4 separate regions of the Mus musculus genome follow, and all the other regions are linked to region 1. A link is a contact called in public Hi-C and HiChIP or PLAC-seq data. All regions are on one chromosome and are shown on one strand. The core of a region is the stretch at or near the end of the contact, and the rest is flanking DNA. Distances in the headings are between cores, read along the strand shown.

Region 1 (4,858 bases), core at 620-3,119:
TGGAAAGCAAGGACTTTGCAGAGCCACTGGTATCTAGAACAGTGCCCAAGGCTTGGTGCAACAGGTTTTTTATTAATGTAGCATGGTATAAAAACCTTATATGGGGGGAAACCCAGGGGTAAAAGTCAATGTTATAATTCTATAAAGCTATCTCAAAAAACAAAAACCAAACAGAACCAAAAAAGTATAAGGCTAAGATTGGAGGGTCTGTATTTGTGGAGAGTTTGATAGAATGTCTCAGATCTGCAGCCAAATTATCTGAGTGATCTTTAGCTCCACTAACACACCAGACACCTCCTTGTGACTATCAGATGAAATTTTGGCCTGAATTACCTTTCACCCGGAGAATGGCAGCACACACCTTGAATCCCAGTGCTTAGGAGACATAGAGGTAGGCAGATCTCTGTGAGTTCCAGGCCAGCCTGGTCTACAGAGTTCCAGGACATACAGAGCTGTTACACACAGCAAAACCCTGTCTCAGAATAGAAATAAAAACAGAAACAAACACACACCTACCTTTCATCAACCCAAAAGCCAAGTTGACCAGCAGACAGCACTGAAGTCTAACACAGCATAAGAGTCCCTATCTTTACTGCACCCTGGCAGCCTGACATGCAGCCTCATCAGTCCACAGAGGTTTTAAAGGTTAGTAGAAGACAGTCTTACGTGAAATTACATGTACAATTGTGCTGGCCTGTAGCTCAGCTGATACCATGTCTCTCTAGCATGACAAGCCCCTGGTTTCTGTCCTCAACACAGCAAATACTGAGAATGGCAGATCACACATGTAATCTCCAAGTTATCCTGTAATGCCTGTAATCCCAGCACTCCAAGGACAGGAGGCTCAGAAGTCCAAGGTTATCCTTGGCTACAAGAGGCCAGCCTGGGCTACATAAGACACTACCACACATACACGGAGTCCAGTTTATTTAGGAGTGATAGAACTTTAAAAGGTAAACAGTAAATCCAATAACCTTCCGATACACTATTGGGAGTACTGCAGTCAGTCTCTCCCCCTCTTCCTCTCTTTCTTCCTCTCTTTCTGAGGCACAAAAACAAAGCTCTCATTCCAAGGGAAATGAGTGAGCCAAATATAAGTGACCCTGGCTAGTGAACATGAATCCAGAATACCAAAATACTACGTTGTGATATAACCATTCTCACTACGTTTTATAGTTAAGAACAAGTCTTAGCTTTTCTGTTGGTGGAAGCTGTTCATATAAATTAATACACCCCAAAGGGTTTCACATGCAAATCACAGAACAGTAGGTAGGTCAGTGACAGAGGTGGGCAATAAATTATTAAAAGGGGGGGGGGCCTGGAAAAAAAAAATCACCCGAGATAGGCTCCGAATTTGCAACATTCCAACTCTCCACAACTAGGGATGTTCTAATGAGCCTTGTGGGAGACAGCCTAGAAGGTAGAGGCTCTCCACGTCAGGCCGCCGGGTTCCCCAAACACCTGATTTCTCCCTCAAAAGAGACTGTTCCTCGGAAAAGGGTATGAGGGGGCTCTCCCCGCCATTCCCACGCCCGGCACTGGGGCTCGCCAAGACCACCTTGAGGGAACCACACCCGCACCCGGCCGGCCACGCCTCAAAAGGACGCCCCGACTTTGCAAGGAGCGCCACGCCGAGAGCAGCCGGGTCCCGCCGCCCCCTCCCCTCGCCCGCCTCCCCGCCGCCCGCTCGCTCGCTCGCTCGCGACCTCGACCGGCTTACCGAGGCTCCCGGCCCCGCGCACACGCAACCCCGTCCGGCCCGCGGCGCTCACTCTCCGGCCGCCGCGCCCCAGGAGGGCTGCTGTCTACCAGCGACGCGCCTCACTAACGGCAGTGTAAAACCGCGCCGCCAGATCCGGTTCAAAATCACGCACCAGCCAATCACAGAGGAGCTCATAATCACGAAGACGCAAGTGTCAGGGCCAGGGGGCGGGCGCAAAACGGAATGGGCATGCGCATTACATTAGCGAGACGCCCGAAAGGCGGCCATTTTGACTAAGGGCACACACACAATTTTGCGGGAGTAGTGGGTGTTTCGTGGCCCGTGTAGGACTCACATTCCAGGCTCCAGCTTCCTTTCTTGCAATTATCCTAATGACCTGTTGACTAATTGCATATTATTTCTTGCCTCCTGTTTCCCCACGCAGTCAAATAGGACCCTTGGAAACTAATAACTGAATAGTTTTCGGGTCTCACTGTAGAATAGGAAGAATTCCAGAAGGAGACAGAGCAGCAATCATTTTAACCATATTTACTGAGCTATAATTATCCCTCCATTCATTCACGCATTCATTCAGACTTCTATTTGATGCACAGTAAGTATGCCAACTTCATAGCAAGCACTCTGCTAGGAATCAGAAAAAAATACCGATCATGTGGTCTCTGCTTTCCAGTAGCTATGAATGGGGGAAGACAGCTCAAGAAAACAAATAGAAATGCAAAATGAAGTGTTATAATTCCATTTAATAAGTGGCACTTAAAATTTGGCGTCGTATTGGTACAGAGGCTTTGAAACTTTGAAAGATCTGGACCCAACATCAGAAATGCCTTTTACGTACACCAGCAAACTATTCATCTTAATCTATTAGTGTGTTCCCAATGTTTCTGTTCCTTTTTTTGTTATGTCTCTGTGTTGGTGTCCCTTCCTTCCTGAATTTACTAATTACTGGTAGGTGTGGCTACTAGCAACTTGACAAAATACTGGCTAGCTAGAGTTTACTAGAAACAGTGATCCAGGTACACCCCTTTAACCCCAGCACAGCAGAAGCAGATTTCTGTAAGTTCAAGGCCAGCCTGGCCTGCCTCAGAAGTCTAACCACCAAGGGAACTGAGCCCTTCCTCGAACTCTTTACAACCGTGGTATTTTCAAAGGCAGTTCTGGGTGGGTGTGGTGGCACACACCCGAAACCCCAGCACTTAGGGCGTGGAGGCTGAGGGATTAAGACCAGCCTCTGCTACTTAGTTTCACACCAGCCTAAAACAAACAAAAAATCAGATCCAACCATGGCTCTTCCTTGCTGAAAACCATTAACCGTTTCACTTCTCCTCCTTAAAAAAAGATCAGGGTCTTTAACAGGGCTCCCCTAACCTGGGCTTCCGGGCTCTCCAGCTGCCCCTCCTGACTCCCTCCTGTCTACAGGTCCTGAAGTGCACCAAGCTACTCTTAGCATCCAGCGCTTGCAGAACTCTTGCTGTTCCGTCTGCCCCAAACATCCTTCCTGCCCATTCCCCCAACTTCATTTGACTAAGTCCTATCTGTCCTTTGGGCAACTTGAATTATTATTATTATTATTTTAATGCTTTCTTCAAAGGAGTCTATGCTGCCTGCCTCTGTGTGCTTTTGCTATAATTTCTAGCTCCCTTCCTCCTCTGTGTGAGTTACCTCATCGTTTTCTGATTCTTCTAGTTACTTTTGTAGGGCCTTCCACGTGCTGTGCTTTGGCTCAGGCATCTATAAGTGGAAACAATGTCTGACTCTCGGGGCCTTTCAGACATCCTTGTAAAATGAAGCACATGTCCCAGTACCAAGTATCTGCTCAGTAAATACCCCCTTGCTTTGCTGGCCAGTCCATCGGCTTCCAGAGAACCGCAGTAGGACTCCTTTGATTTACTGCTGCATTTAGCATGGTAGGCAGCCCCAACAAAGTCATTCAAGTGCAGGTGAGTTGAACTCTACCAGATGGTGGCAGTATTCCATCCCACCACCCAATCTACATATTCCAAACGATGTCCGGTGATGGGCCGGCTGGAGTGGGGGTGGGTGGGGCGGGAACGGGATGGAGACACTGCCCTCCAACCCCTCCACGGAACCCAGGAGCCAAGTATCATCTCACTCAGCACCTTTTGCCTGATGCACCAGACTGGTGAGGACCTCCAAATTGAGTTTTGAGCATTGGGAGCTGGGGTCCACTTGAACTGGGAAATGCAAAGGCTCCAGTTCCAGGAAGCATAGGGTTCGATCCTAGCTCTGCCACTTACGGGAGGCGCTGGCTTTTAACCTGGTTCTTGAGTGTCGGGCCTCTGGAGACGCAGTGGTTTCGAGTGCCGGGATGCTGGTGGAGGCTGGCTAAGTCTGTAAAAGAGCTTCAGTGTGCGGGAACGCGCCGCCGTCGTGCGGCAAGTCATTCCCGTTGGAGCACGAACGCTAGGACCCTTGCTGGGCAGCCCCATCCCGCCCCGCCCGCCCGAACTCCTCCATGCCAGGAGCCAGACAGAGGCGCTGTCACCAGACTCACTGAGCGCTTTTGTCTTTTTACCTCGACTGCCCCACCCGGCTGTGACTTCCAGTTCCTTCTCATCTACTCTCAGCCTCTTTCTAGAAATACAAATTGAACCTCCTCCACTCAAGGGCCTCAGCATCACCAGCACCACCCCCAGTCCTGCTGTGAGCTCTCCTGCCCTGGGAAGGAGTTCGTCTTGCATACTTTGGGTACGGAGGGTGGAGGCCCAGGGTCAAACAGCACCAGGCTGAGGACTCTGTTCTGGGCCGGCGATCTAAAGGCAGATGAGCTGAGATTGATGTCTGAAGCATGGGCAGACTCCAACCCAGAAGGCAGAAAGGGAAGCAGGCAGACATATGGAGAGAAATGGGGAATCCATGCAGTGTGACTGAGGTGCACTGGAAGTCAGGGGACAAGACTGGAAATGATTTTCACAGAGCCATGTGAGACACCTTAATACCCGATCAAACTAGTTAAGTGTACTTCCTGGGGGTTCCCTGACTGTTTAATAAGTGCAATGGTATCAATAAATGATAAAGGCTGTTGGAGGGATTAAATCAAGCTATTTACAAAACTCAGCACAGAGCTAGGCACACACTGGTGTTTTGTTTTGACACAGTTCCACTTAGTTCAGGTTG
Region 2 (4,858 bases), core at 1,259-3,758, 380 kb before region 1:
GTTCCCAGCACATGTTTGTAGGGGTCTTCTTTTCTATGGGGTGACTCGAAGAGGCCACATCAGCCTTCCATATGGCTTCCATCTGGCTCCCTTGTTGGCTAGGAGTGGGAGAGTGGAGAATGTCAAGAGAGACAAAGAAACACAGAAGTAGGCTGAGGAGCCACAAGTTGTTCAGGGCCCTAAGGTCCGAGACGCTGGGCCTTGTTTTCTTCCCTTGTTAAGGAGTTTGTCGCAGAGGCTCTGTGTCCTAGTTCCACTTCTAGGCTCATGTGCTGAGGCTGGAGCTCGGATCAGGTCTCACTGGGGTAGGTGTTTCCGTGACTCACCCTGACTGCCAGGGGGCTCACCATGTCCGAGCCCGAAGCCCGCATGGTGGGAAGGGTTGGGCTGGTTTACATGGACAGACCGACGTCTGATGCTGGCTCAATGGGCTCAGGGTAGAAATGGAGGTTGTCCCCTGTACTTTCTCAGAGTCAGCCAGGCTGCTCCCCCAAGCCATACACATTGCCACACGCAGAATGCCATGCACGAATTCTGGTCCTGGATCTGAGCGCCAGAGCCAGTCAGAGTAGCTGAGTGGCGGCGGGCCTTGAAGCCAGGAAGGTGACCTTTGCCTGTGTCCTCACTTGCCACTGCTTCCCTAGCCTAGCTGCCCCCCTGCCCCCTGCCTCCCCTCTAATCCTACTGCCTGTCCCTACCGGCCAGTACCTACCCAGTTATCGGCAGGGGCACAGACTCCCGGGGCTTAGGTGGAGGACGGTGCTTGGTGGTGGAGTGGCTGGAGCGGACTCTCTGAAGCAAGACTGAAGATGACTTGCTCTTCACTGGCTTCACATGGGTGAGCACGGGGACGCTCAGGTGGACGTTCCACTCTTGCTGGAGCTAGAGGGACCAGCAGGGGGCATCAGGAAGATTTACTGACTACCTAAGATGGGTGGAGGTCTTCTCTGATTGTCACTGACCCTGCTGGGCAGAGGAAAGGCTCTTTGACTGCAAACCCCAGGTCCCCGGCATATGACACATTCCTTGAAAGCCCTTTGGGGCTGGAGAGATGGCTCAGAGTGCAAGAGCACTGACTGCTCTTCTGAAGGTCCTTAGTTCAAATCCCAGCAACCACATGGTGGCTCACAACTACCCATAATGAGATCTGATGCCCTCTTTTGGTGTGTCTGAAGACAGCTACAGTGTACTTATTTATAATAACGAATAAATCTTTAGGCCGGAGCGATCAGGGCTGACCTGAGCGATGGCTCACAACCATCAGTATAACTACAGTGTACTCATATACATTAAATAAATAAATAAATAAATAAATAAATCTTTTAAAAAGTCCTTATTTTCTGGGGTAGTTTCTACTTTTTCCCTTGTTGTAAAGAGTCTGGACCACGGACAAAACAGAGGAAAGAAAGCGGAGGGAAGCCGGGCCGCCGTACAGCACAGACAGCCCTTGAGGGCAGGGCCTGAGGTGCAGAGTAACCAGCCATGAAGCAGGGCAAGGCTCTGGAAAGCCCACATGCCGTTATTTACACACACACCTGCCTTCTTTAAAAGGCTTCGTGATATTTCAGTGTTCTTCTAAACCTTCCTTACTACTGATGCACGTACACACCGGAGCCATGTGGTGCATGCGGCCGTCGGAAGACTGCTTCATGGAGTCGGTTCTCTTTTCTGCCTTTCCGTGCGTCCCAGGGGTGGAACTGAGGCTGTCAAACTTGTGTGGGAAGTGCCCTTAACCTCTGAGCCATCTCAAGCCTCACTCTGAGGTGGCAGAGCAAGGCGTTCTCACGCCTCACCCATTATAAAGAATGCGGTGGTAGTTTCGCTTCCCCTGTGCACATACTGTGTAGTTTAGCCCCCTGCTCCAGAGAGATTTCAGCCCACCACCACCATCCCACACTGAGCAGAGGCAGGAGGCAGAGAGCTACACCAGAGCCGGCATTGAGGACAGCCTCCGGGGTCCGACTCTCCTCCAGCCAGACCCCGGTCCTGAAGGCCGCAGGCCTTCAAAGTAGTGCCACAGACTGGACGCTGAACACTCCAGACCTGAGCCTGTGGGGAGATTTTAAATTCAACCATGACAACCCAGGAGAGACATGGCTGGGTCCTCTGGGGATTCCATTGTCAGTTTCTTTAGAAATTTCCATGTCATAATGGCTGCAATCAAATCTCTGTCTCCACCAGCGGTATCCAAAGGCTCTCTTTCATCCACGCCACTGATCCATCTCTTACCTTTCCCCTCTGATGAACCCCGTTTCTTCTCTGGTGTACCCCAGCCCCTGCTAAGGGGTACTCCTGTGATTTGCTACCACATGCATGCTACGTTGAAATAACCCAGACGCAGAGAGAAGATACTGCATAGCCTCACATGTATATGTGGAATCTAAAAGGAAAGATGTCAGATATATAGAGGTAAAAGATAAAACAGTAGTTACCAAAGTTGGGGTGTGGGCCAGGAAGTGGGGAGGTGCAGACCCAAGAACAGAGCAGAAGGCGTGGGTGATAGCTCCAGTTGTGACCGTGCTTGTAGGGACTGAGGTGTTCTAAAGGGAGACACTTGTGCCCCACCTTTGATCAGATACTTGAAAAGTGGTCCCCAAGGGACTGGAACTCCCCAGAGACCTCATGCAAGGGGAAAGCTAGAGCTCTGGTGCCGGAGGAGGAGGAGCCCGCCTCCCAGGAAGAAGTTTCACACGGTACTGACAACCTGCGAGATTCAGGCTAGAGCAGAGCACCCATGGGTCTGTGATGTGATGGGGGCATGTCGTGATTAGAACTATGAAGTCCTATAGGCCTCGCACCCTCTGTGTGGACCTGCACCTCGTGACAGCACTCCAGGTAACCACTGATCACTAGGCCCTCTCGTTTGATCCTTCACCAAGTGTGACCGCAGTGACCTGTCTCTGCTTTTCACTCTGACTTTCTCTTTAAGGGGCATCTCATAGATGAGCAGTTGGGGCCGGCTTTCCAGGGCCGCCAGAGACCAGGCTCGCACCCTGAAGACTCCTGTAACAGACAGGCAAGTCTAGTATGCATAAGTACAGTGTGAGGCTCTAGTTAACCACTGTGGATTGTATTAAGGATTTTGCCACTTGGATAGATCACAGCTGCTTTTGCCACAGAGGGAGAACAGGTCATTACCTGCAATGCAATGTTCCTGCTGAGGGGACAGAAGCGAAGCATCGAGGCTCTGTCTCCCTCAGCAGAGTTACCTTCATTTCTTAGGGACTTTGACTTAGGCCAGAGGTGACTTGGGGGTGGGGGTGGGGAGACACAGACTGTGATGTGATAAGGTGAGCCAGAAGCCATTATGGTGGCACCAGGAGTCTTGGTGAGATTCAGGAAAATTTCAGGTTTACAGCCTGAGGTGGACAAAGGCCTAACCCAAATGTGAATTGCATTGGAATTCTTGAATCTGGGCTTCCGTCAGAGTTCAGAGCTGGGATCTTCTTTTTCCTTCCCACATCCCCGTAACTGTCCCTTACCCTTCTGCCTTGCCACCATGGATACATTAGCCTGTTTTACTGCAGCAACCATTTTACAACAGGTGGGTATCTTACTTCATCCTGTGTTCTACACCTTACAATAAAATTCACCATCTACAAACACAGTAATTTTTAATCTCACAAAGCCCCCTGAAAAGCGTAGACTCAACAGGCACGCTCGGCCTTTTCACACTGCACGGGGAATGATGACGGTCACACTCTAGAGCTGCAGGAAACAAAGAGACCCCCTAATGCCTTAGCATTGTGATTTGCATTGGGCCCTGTTCGTGGTCCTGCTGGGTGCATACAGGCCACAGGTTAACTGTGCCAGGAGTCCCAGGGCCAGCAGATCACACCTGAACGACTGTACAATTTAAGAATATATGCCAGAACCAAAGGGCTTACATTTCTAAATAGAAATGGTTGATTAACTGCCCAATAAAGTTAACAAAGATAGACCCGAGCCAGGAGGATAGTCATGAAGTACTGTTGACAGAGAGGGATGGATTGTGTCAGCTGAGAGGAGGGCGGGGAGCCAAGCCCAAAGGCGCAGGCCACTGGATGATTTTAGTCTCTAAACAGCATCAAAACCAAAAACCGAGCAGTGGTTACTACCTGGGAGGGACGGCGGAGCCTACTTCGGTTTCCATGAATAGACAGCCTATCAACTAGAAGTCAGCAGGGTCCCGGGGAAGACATTCTCGGTGCCCGTGGGATGGCTGGGAAGGGGCTTGCCATGAAAGCCTGCTGACCCATGTTCCATCCCACCACCATGGAAGGGGACACACACGCACAGCAAATAAAGTCACTTTTAAATAGAGGCACTTATAGGAGGCTGGAGAAATGACTCAGAGGTTAGGAGCGCTGGCTGCTCTTCCAGAGAACCCGAGGTCAATTCCCAGCATCCCCATGGCAGCTCGCACCTGTCTGTAACTCAAATTGCAAGGGGATCTGACACCTTCACACAGACACACATGCAGGCAAAATGCCAACACACATAAAATAAAAAAATAAATGAATAATTTGGAAAGAGGTGCTCTGGGCCGCCGCGGCCGCCGTCCTTTGCATTCTTTGTTAGGAAGTGCCTGGAGGAAAGACTCCAGCAAACCAAGGAAGAGAGTCAAGGAAGGATCCAGAAGCAAGGGCAAACAAAGCCAGGCCTCTGTAAGGGGGAAGAGGCAGCTGTGTCTCAAGCCTGGACCGCAGCCAGCGCTGAAGGGGCAGGGGAGAACCCCAGTGCCAAGGAGAGAGTGCAGGCCTCCCAGGCCTGAAGGAGTCTTCTCTTCTGCCCTCCATATATTACACACTGGGCAGTTGCCCTCCCTCACACTCCCAGCCCAGAGGCTCTTAGAATCCCCTCATTTCCCATCCCCTGA
Region 3 (4,858 bases), core at 814-3,313, 280 kb after region 1:
ATGTAAGTACACTGTAGCTGTCTTCAGATGCACCAGAAGAGGGCGTCAGATCTCATTACAGATGGTTGTGAGCCACCATGTGGTTGCTGGGATTTGAACTCAGGAACTTCGGAAGAGTGCTAACTGCTCTTAACCGCTGAGCCATCTCGCCAGCCCCCTGAAATACTTTTAATTAAAACAATAAGGTATTAGGTAGCACTTACAAACTGAAAGTTTAACGTCATTCTGTACATACCCGAGTGTTTTGAAGAGGTCAGATCTTTTGCTGTCATCAATTAATAACTCCAAGACCGGCCGCTGAAGTTTGGTAAATCCGGGTATCTTCTTAAAGCTGGGGATCGAAGGCATGGGCTGGCTAAGACTGAGTTTATATCCCCTTTCAAGCTAAAAAAACAAAACCAGCAACAACAAAAACAAGATTAGAGGCACAGGGTGTGTGGGGAAGTTATTGGGAGGCGGGGGGGGGGGGGGGGGGAGAGGCACTGTGTCACTCCTCAGTCTGAAGTGTGAAAGGGAGAAGTGGGAAGAGAAAAGCCAGAGATTTTTAGAAAGTTCTACTTTGGACCCAGACAATAGCAGAGCCATGCACCCCCACCCCCTTATTCCTTCTGGAGGTTGGGGGACCTGAGGCAGGACAGCCTGAAGCTGGCTGGGAATACAGCTCAGCCTGACCTTGAACTTGCTGTCTATCTGCTTCCCCACATGAACGGAGCCTTCTCCCTTTCCTGTCCCTTCTTGATGGCTTGATACTTCACCACCTCCATTCCACCTTCCTGACGCCGCACCCCTTTAATACAGTTCCTCGTGTTGTGCTGACCCCCAATCATAAAACATGTCTGTCGCTACTTCAGAACCGTAACCTTGTCACTCTATGACACTCTGTGTGTAAGTATCTGTTTCCCAGTGGTCTTAGGCGACGCCTGTGAAAAGGTCACTGGACCCCAGAAAAGGATCTCAACCCACAGGCTGAGAATCACTGCTTCAGAGCCTGAGTTGCCTCTGAAATGTCTGGGACACTGCTCTTCATGTTAGATAGATAGCTTGGTACATGTCTTCCTGTTTGATGGCTTGTATTCCTGATACCCCATCTTGCTTACTTCATCTATAAAGACTACATTTATTAAATCAAAAATTGGAGGGTTTTATTTGTTTTATAAAGAGCTATGATACTTAAAATACAATTGTCATGGAGAATTCTAAATATTTTACTTTAATCTGGTAATAATCTGAAGTCTTTTCTATTCAAATAAAGGAGAAAGTCTTAGAAATTAATCTCTCTCTTTTTTTTTTTTTGAGACAGATCTTATGAATCCTTGGTCAACCTGGAACCCATTATGTAGCACAGGTTTGCTTATATTAATTAATGTTAATTAGCTGGGCAGTGGTGGTGCACATCTTTGATCCCAGTACTTGGAAGGCAGTGGCAGGCGGATCTCTGTAAATTTGAGGCCAGCCTTGTCAATATACAGTGAGTTCTAGGACAGTCAAGACCACACAGAGAAACACTGTCTCGAAAGAAAGAAAGAAAGAGAGAGAGAAAGAAAGAAAGAAAGAGAAAGTTAATTAAAGAAAAAAAGGATATATAGATAATAGAATGTTTCTAGAACTCCAGCTTGTAGTTAATATTAGAACTGGACCGGTATAGTGATGAATGCCTTTAAATCCAGCCCTTGGGAGGCAGGAGTTGGAGGACAGCCTAGTCTGCATAGCAAGCTCCAGGGTAGCCAGTCTTAAAAAAAAAAAAAAAGTATTTGTAAGGAACATATCTTAAAAACTATTTTGTGAGTTGTAAATAATGTGACTCCTGATGCCTCAGAGGCAGGATCCATCCCACCCCCACCCCCATCGCAGAGAGGAGCCGAGCTCTTGGACAGCGTTGCCAAGCTAGTGAACTCACCCCAAGGCAAGCTGTTGCGCTAGTGTGTCAGCTCCAAGCTCTGAGTCCTGAGAGCGCAAATCTACCGCCCAATGAAATGATACAAGAGCTGGAACTTTGGGAACCGACTCCAAGATCTCACTGCAGTGCTCCCTAGTCAGAGCCCTGTTGGTACCTATGAGTAAGAGACTTGAGACTGTGCGTGGCCTCAGTGACCGTTGGAACTTACGGCGCCATCGCTGGGCGCACACAAACTCGCCTGGCAATGCCTGCTATGCTCCCAAAGACCTCTCAGACCTCCATCAGTGCCAACTTCCCAGCCTGCCTCAGCGGAAGGACTTCCGGGAGGACACGGTGGACATCCTCACGGGAAAAGATTCCCCAGTGGAACCCTGCAGCAGCATTTCTGCCCAAACAACTGACTCCCGCTTGGTGAGATGACTGCTTAACTTCTATATTAGCATGATATTATAGGGACGGTTTGTGTGGATAAATCGGCCATATTCGAAGACAGATCTTGTGTGGCATCCTAATTGCTGAAGCTGCTCCTATAGGCCTTACTCTTCGGTGTTATCACGACCATAGACTTTAGGGCTGGAGAGGCAGCGCTTTGCCTAGAATCAAGCACCGTTGTTGCCAAGGGCCAGGGCTCACAACTGTCTGTAATGTCTCCAGGTGCCCTGATGCCGCCTTCTTACCTCTGTAGGCACCCAATGCTCACAAACTTGGAAACCAAAATCCTGTAGCTTGTGCTCACAATTTCAGGGTGAAGTACTCTACTCCAGCTCTGAAACTTTTTAAAAGGCCATTGTACTGACACTTCCTCAAAAGGGACTCCAGAGGTTGGTGCCAGAATTTACTGGGATCTCTGTGCAGGGTGTGGTATAAGCAATTTAAATAAATTCTAAGCTCCTTGTAAACTCATGGTTTAAAACTGGCCTCTTAATGTTCTGAGGAAAAGAGTAACAAGCCATAATCAGTCAGGAGCCATACTTTCTGTGTGGCTCATACTCAGAATCCCAGCATTTGGGAAGCTGAGGCAGAAATACTGGCTGGAGTTCAAGGTCTCAAAACACAGCAGCAGAACAGAGAGCCAAAGAGCAGTGACTGGAGGGGCTGCCAGCTGACTAGGAAGGAAACAGTTAATCTCGTCTGAAGCCTCTCTTGTGGGAGCATTGTCATCAAGCAAATGTCTTGATGAGGTAGATCCAACAGCGCCCACTGAAGACAGGTCCACCAGATTTTGTGATGTCACCTTATTTGGGGACTGTAATTAAGCTTCTTAAACTGAGAGCATCCTGGACTACTTAGGTGTGTAATGAATTCACTGCCGTTTCTCCTCAGAGTCAGAAGAGGAGACAGAAGACACATTGGCCATCTGAAGGCAGAGACTGAAGTTACAAGTCTACAGGCTAAAGAATGGCAGTCGAGGAACAAATCTCTCCCGGGGCCTCCAGAGACAGTGAACCCTGAGATGCTTTGACTTCATAAACTTCTTGCCTCTAGAAGATGGGAAGGTATTTTCTTCTTGTTGGCAGTGGTAGAGGATTCTTTTAATGGTTGTCAGTACTTGAGTGGGCAGATATTCAAGATGGGGAATTTCCCCTATAGCCAAGGATGCCCTGGAATTACCCATGTAGCCCAGGTTTGCCTCAAACAATAATCCTTTTGCCTTAGCCTCTAGAGCGCTAGCTAGGATTACAGGTGTGAACCCCCACACCCAGCTATTTCTATTGTAGATTGCTGGTACCCTGTTACAACAGCCTCAGGAAACAAATATGTACGAATAAGTATGGTCTAGTCAGGCAAATGTTATTGTCAAAAAATAATTTTTTGAACTATGCATGATGGAGTACTCCTTTAATCCCAGCACTTGGGAGGAGGCAGAGACAGGTAATTCTGTGAGTTCGAGGTCAGCCTGGTCTGTAATAGTAGGTTCCAGGACAGTCAGGGCTACATAGAGAGAGATTATGTCTCCAGTAAAATAAAACTCAAAGAACCTTCTTTGTTTTGCAGGCCCCTGGGAAGGAGGCATGGGAAACAGGTACCTGGCTGAAGAACTGCGTCATAGACCGTAGGCACTGCTTTCGTCTCTGTTCCAGCTGCTTCTGCTTGTCCGTCCAGCTGTGCATCACCTTCTTCTGGTACTGGTCAATCCTATCAAGCATCGTGTACAAGCTCTGAACCTCGTACCCTTTCCCAGTGTTTTGGATGGTTTTCACTCGTTTGGTTAGGTGGTTTCTTGGGGAAAAAAAAAAAGAAAGAAAGAAAGAAAAAGAAAAAAGAAATCAAGAATCAAGAATTAGATCAAGAGATAGTTCTCAAAGCCGATGTATCACACCTGACTCCGTTTCTTAGCATTCCTATATCATTCTGAGTTAGCAGGAAGTAGGACAGGGCACGGGAGACTTGTTTAGTTAGGCCTTTGTCTAATTCCCTGTAAGTATACATTTCTATGCCCAGTGGTAGTGTGGCTTTAATCCCAGCACTCAGAGACAGGGGCAGGCAGATAGATCTCTGTGAGTAGGAGGCCAGCCTGGTCTACAGAGTGAGTTCCAGGACAGCCAGGGCTACACAGAGAAATGCTATCTTGAAAAACCAATCAACCAATCAGCCAACCAAACAAATGAACTATAGAATATGTTTCTAATCATCTATATTGCTTTCAGTTTTACATGAAATCTCTGAGGGTGTGTGTGTGTTTGTTGCAATCAATCATTTTTGCTTATTGTAATCGTAGCCTTCAGTAGGCTGAGATAGAGGAGCATTCTAATTTAAGGCCAGCCTGGGCTTCAAAGTAAGACTCTGCCAAACACACACACACACACACACACACATACACACACACACACACACACACACACACAAACACACACAAACACACACAAAGAAAAATTACATTTGACACCTTCTTATAAAGCCTTTTCAAATTGTTATCTTATTTTATGAGGGAGACGCGCATGCTACAGCACTAATGTGGAG
Region 4 (4,858 bases), core at 1,009-3,508, 260 kb after region 1:
TTTTTTTTTTTTTCAAGACAGGGTTTCTCTGTATAGCCCTGGCTGTCCTGGAACTCACTCTGTAGACCAGGCTGGCCTCGAACTCAGAAATCTGCCTGCCTCTGCCTCCCAAGTGCTGAGACTAAAGGCATGTGCCACCACCGCCTGGCGCTACTCATCTTTTAAAGGATATGTTTATTTATATTTTATTTTATGCATATGAATGTTTGCCTGCATATAGGTAGGTAGGTAGGTAGGTAGGTAAGTAGGTAGGTAGGTAGATAGATAGATAGATAGATAGATAGATAGATAGATAGATAGAACAGCAAGTGCTCTTAACCCCTGAGCCAACTTTTCCAGGCCAAGATTGATCACCTGATTCCTTAAAGCTGGAGGGCAATTTTATTAGTATTTAAAAGCAGAACCCAAATCTTGGGAAGAAGATGGAGAAGAGGAAGGGAGAAAGCCATGTGATTTGTAAGCAGCCCCTCTGAGGAGGGGGCAGACACAGCGAGAGGAAGCCCAGAGTCTCCTGCAAAGCAGGTCCAGGCTTTGGCGAGATCCAAAAGAAATCTAAAACTCTCCCTTTTCTAAATTAAGGACTTAATGAAGAAGCCACATGGCTACTCCCCATAAGCAACTGACTCCCAAGAGTGTGTGTGTGTGTGTGTGTGACTGCAAAGGCCAGATGAGAGTGTCAGGTGAATGTCAGCATGGTGGTCTATGCCTATGATCCCAGCACTTAGGAGGTAGAACAGTCAAATCAGGAGTTAAAGGCCAACCTAAGCTACACGGAAAGCTTGAGGCCAGCCTGGACTACATGAGCCTGGATCTTTAAATCAATAAGGTTGTGTGGGAGCTGGAGAGATGGTCCAGCAGTTAAGAACATTTGCTGCTCTCCAGAGGACCTGCGTTCAGTTCCCAGCACCCACATCTGGTGGCTCACAAACACCTCTAACTCCAGGCCCAAAAGGATCCAAAGCTTGGCTCCCTCCAATACCTCAGTCACATGACATACCTGCGTGCAGACAGAAATGCCTGCACATATTCAAATCTTTAAATAAATTAGTGGTCTGGGGAGTTGGCTTTGTAGGGAAAGTTCTTACCATGGAAGAACCTCATTCATCTCCCCGGGACCCATGTGAAAGCTGGGTGTGCCACACCAGTCTGGAATCACAGCACCTGGGAGGCAGACACACAAGATTCCCTGGAGCTCACTGGTCAACCAGTCTCACTGGATCAGTGGTCTCCAGCTTTAGTGAGAGAGCCTGTCTCAAAAAGTAACATGGAGCGGGACTAAGGAAAACACCCCTGTCTTAGGGTTTCTGTTCCTGCACAGACATCATGACCAAGAAACAAGTTATGGAGGAAAGGGTTTATTCGGCTTACATTTCCACATTGCTGTTCATCACTGAAGAAGTCAGGACTGGAACTCAAGCAGGTCAGGGTGCAGGAACTGATGTAGAGGCCATGGAGGGATGTTCTTTACTGGCTTGCTCAGCCTGCTCTCTTATAGAACCCAAGACTGCCAGCCCAGAGATGGTCCCACCACAAGGGGCCTTTCCCCCTTGATCACTAATTGAGAAAATGCCTTACAGTTGGATCTCATGGAGGCATTTCCTCAACTGAAGCTCCTTTCTCTGTGATAACTCCAGCTGTGTCAAGTTGACACAAAACTAGCCAGTACAACCCCATATCAACCCTGCCCTCTACATACACACACATGAACACACTTGTGCACATAACCACATGAACACCTACATATCACACACACACACACACACACACACATTAAATAAGCAAAAGAAAAGTTTGTCTTTAGTGCAATAAGGAGCCAGTTAATCAGGAGAAGATGGCGACGGTCTTAGAGATGCTGGGGAACAGGTGAGAACATAAAGGTGTTTTGAAAAAAATATAAAATAGTAAAACTTAAAGCCAAAGTGAATGTATGAGAGAAATAAGAGTGTGTCTGCCAGGTAGTTTTCTGGGGCCTCTGGGCATTAGATTATTTAAACTGAGACCAACAGCCAAGTTCCGGTGTTTCCCCGAGGCTGTGCTCAGCTCTCAGGGTGCAGGCCTGGAGGGGGTCAGAGTGTTCAACTCTCAGGCCTGGAGGGGGACAGAGAAGACTGTACTTAAGCTGGGCTGTGGTCCAAAGTAGACCTGGAGAAGTGCAGGAGCTGAGAGTGCAAGGAAGGGAGGGGTTATAATTACCGACCTTGCAACTCAAAGGAAGAATAAAAAACATTTGAAACATTGTGGAAAGGTTATTTTGTTTGTGCAGGGTAGGAGCCTGGAGAGAACTTCGAGCAAGGAAACCGCCCCAGCTGTGCACGGGCTCGGGGCAGCTGTGCGGTGAGTCAGTGGGTCAGTGTGTCTCTTCTAGAGCACCCCGGCAGCTCACATCCTCCTGTACCTCCAGCTTCTGGGGATCCAGCTCCTCCCGCCTCTGTGGGCACCTGCTCCCACCTGCACACACCTCATGCAGACACAGGCAAAGCGTTTTATAATGTGTGTTGTTGTATACAAGACACTTTGTTTTATAATGCGTACTGTAAGTATCAATATGTTTTTGATCTACCACCTCTCTTTCACCACCCAACAACTTTGGCCTCAAAGTCAGTTCTGATTTGACCTTTGTCTCCATTTTGGTTTGCATTTTACTTCCTCCCTTCGGGTTCGTTCCCCCACCCCCACCCCCACCAGGTTTATTCGATACAACACAATCTCTAACTTCAGTGAGGTGACTGGCCATGTTCACCACCAAAGCAGCCTCTAAACTGGAACTCAGTTGCTGAGCCAGCCCCAGCCTCAGCTTTCTTGTCGGCTACAGGAGCACAGCACTCCTTCTGCAGATATCTCTGTCTGCCTCCCCTCTTGGGAATCTTGCAGGTCACTCACCCTGTGGACCCTTGGGCTGAGGCCTGCCAGTCTCAGGATGGGATGGCAGGCATGATTTCCAGACGTAGGTGTAGGTAATCTCAGAGGTACTAGATGCTCTCATTCGTAAGGTCCCAGAAGAAGTGTCTCCAGGCAAACTGCTCCTTCATGTAACCTCGAGACTTGAGACTGCATGGCTTTCATTATATGAAGGTTATGCATGTTCTTGTCTGCCAGCTCAGGGTGTTTGGGCACGTGGACATCTTTCTCGGCAACCATCACGCCTTCCTTAAGGAGTTCATAGATGGCAATCCTGTTCTTCTCAGGCATCAACATCACGGCTGTAAGGTCTGAGGCAGAGGCTGGAAAAGAAGCCCTCTATTCATTTTAACTTGATCTATTCTTTTGTTTTGTTTTTTTCAAGATAGGGTTTCTCTGTGTAGCCCTGGCTGTCCTGGAACTCACTCTGTAGACCAGGCTGGCCTTGAACTCAGAAATCTGCCTGCCTCTGCCTCCCAAGTGCTGGGATTAAAGGTGTGCACCACCTTGGTCTATTCTTTTAAACATATCATATAGGTAATATGTTGTTTTCTTGTGTGCAGTGTTATGCTAAACAAACGTCCTTCCGCTGAGTTGTAACTCCAGCCCTTCTTACAGATTTTTGTTTTCTTCAGGTGTTGTTTATTCTCTTTTGTTGTTTTGAGACCAGGAGCTTTCTGAAGAGGCCTGCCTTGAGCTCCGGACCCTCCTGCTTCTATCTCCCAAGGCAGGGATTATGGGATGCACCACCACCCTCTCTCCCAAGGCAGGGATTATGGGATGCATCACCACCCACTCTCCCTTGGTTTTTCCTTCAGATTCATTTCCATTATCTCCCTTTATTTCCTTGGGATGTTTATATAGTTGTGTTTTATCTTATTGACATTTGGTTGACTTTTGTTGTTGTTGTTGTTAGTTAACCTGTGATCATTTTCTCTCGTGGATCGGCTCTCTTGATGGGAAACAGATGGCACAGAAGCCCGGATCTCACTCCTGATGAGCTAGAGGTCAGCTTTGAAGAACCTCATTGCCTTTCAGTGAGAGACTTACCCTTGACTCCGTTCCTAACCATGTATTTGTTTTGCAAATGTAGTAAATAGAAAGGGGTTCAGCTCAGAATTCTCCTCAGATGTAGTCCCATGTATGAAGCCTGGCTTTACTCTTTGCCACCTTGGTTCTGCTGAACCGTCTGTGTGTGTGTGTGTGTGTGTGGGGGGGGGGTGAGTGTGTTATAGAGACACACCTGTGTGCTCCTATGTGAAGACCAGAGAGAGGTCACTCTTTATCTTATTTTTGAGTCAACGTCTCTCAGTGATCTTGAAACTCACTGGCTGGGCAGTGAGTTCCTGTGACCCCTCTCCTTCCTCCATCCCACTCCCCAGTTCTGGGGTTATAGTCATTCACAGCCGTGCCTGCCATTCGTGAGCGTGCTGGGGATTTGAACTCAGTTCCTCTTGCTTTCACAGCAAACACTCTTATCCATTGAACCACCTCCCCAGCCCTTACATGCTGATCAGACATGGATCTGGGGAGTACTGACTCTTCCCTTCATGTCAGGGGACATAATACTATCCTTTCTCATGGTTCAGCCTATCCCAGAGTTTGGCAAAGCTGTTTCCAGTGATATCAACCAGAAATTTTTTTTTCTTTCTCTTAAGCTTTTATATTTATTTTGGCTATATGGAGTATTTTGCCTGTATGCCCACATATGTACCACATAAGTGCTCAAGAAAGGCACAGGTTTTCAGATCTCCTGGAATTTGAGATCTGGAGTTATAGGTTGGTGTGAGTCATTGTATGGGTGCTGAGAACCGAATAGCTCTAAGCAAACAGAAAGAACAAATAGTACTTTGAACCACTGAGCTGTGGCTCCAGCAACCCAACCCCCACCCCCACCCCTCCACCTTACCTCCACCGCTAGGTCCTGATGTAGCATAGTCTGGTCTTAAACTTGATATGT

The links. A called contact is a pair of places that touch in the nucleus more often than the background predicts. HiChIP or PLAC-seq counts read pairs in DNA pulled down with a chosen protein or histone mark.
Region 2: a Hi-C map of CD4 T cells shows a contact between it and region 1, with 8 times the contacts expected there. The contact joins the enhancer-like site here to the promoter of Racgap1 in region 1. A contact is called at or near these places in 2 of 484 Hi-C or Micro-C datasets (CD4 T cells and large pre-B cells), 1 of 115 datasets of contacts at active chromatin or transcription factors (bone marrow-derived macrophages) and 2 of 9 other capture datasets (liver and pancreatic islet).
Region 3: a contact with region 1 is called in an H3K27ac HiChIP or PLAC-seq map of embryonic stem cells, with 6 times the contacts expected there. The contact joins the promoter of Fam186a here to the promoter of Racgap1 in region 1. A contact is called at or near these places in 1 of 39 promoter capture datasets (frontonasal cranial neural crest), 4 of 115 datasets of contacts at active chromatin or transcription factors (embryonic limb bud, embryonic stem cells and stem cell-derived neural progenitor cells) and 3 of 9 other capture datasets (adipose tissue, liver and pancreatic islet).
Region 4: an H3K27ac HiChIP or PLAC-seq map of embryonic stem cells shows a contact between it and region 1, with 4 times the contacts expected there. The contact joins the promoter of 1700121M21Rik here to the promoter of Racgap1 in region 1. A contact is called at or near these places in 12 of 39 promoter capture datasets (the 3T3-L1 cell line, 3T3-L1-derived adipocytes, HPC-7-derived erythroid cells and 6 more), 1 of 484 Hi-C or Micro-C datasets (the N1E-115 cell line), 10 of 115 datasets of contacts at active chromatin or transcription factors (astrocytes, embryonic basal ganglia, embryonic limb bud and 6 more) and 2 of 9 other capture datasets (adipose tissue and liver).

The regions. Positions count from the first base shown.
Region 1 is chr15:99,649,787-99,654,644 of GRCm38.p6, forward strand. It overlaps Racgap1 (Rac GTPase-activating protein 1), which reads right to left and starts at 1,870. Exons shown (of 17, transcript NM_001253808.1): 1 at 1,721-1,870.
Region 2 is chr15:99,273,778-99,278,635 of GRCm38.p6, forward strand. It overlaps Fam186b (family with sequence similarity 186, member B), which reads right to left. Exons shown (of 8, transcript NM_001081254.1): 6 at 713-882; 7 at 1-98. Among named protein-coding and RNA genes, the nearest start is that of Fam186b, 11 kb to the right of the region's middle. Within about 2 kb of position 2,509, at least 19 of the 459 cell types and tissues checked have an H3K27ac peak or open chromatin away from gene starts, as enhancers often do.
Region 3 is chr15:99,929,595-99,934,452 of GRCm38.p6, forward strand. Fam186a (family with sequence similarity 186, member A) reads right to left here and starts at 2,064. Exons shown (of 4, transcript NM_028180.3): 1 at 1,898-2,064; 2 at 236-384. The coding sequence starts at 348. It overlaps Gm21917 (a long non-coding RNA gene), which reads left to right and starts at 1,786. Exons shown (of 4, transcript XR_003951483.1): 1 at 1,786-2,308; 2 at 3,221-3,393; 3 at 3,893-4,020.
Region 4 is chr15:99,912,706-99,917,563 of GRCm38.p6, forward strand. 1700121M21Rik (a long non-coding RNA gene) reads left to right here and starts at 2,259. Exons shown (of 3, transcript XR_875663.3): 1 at 2,259-2,334; 2 at 3,815-3,905. It also overlaps the pseudogene Gm20564.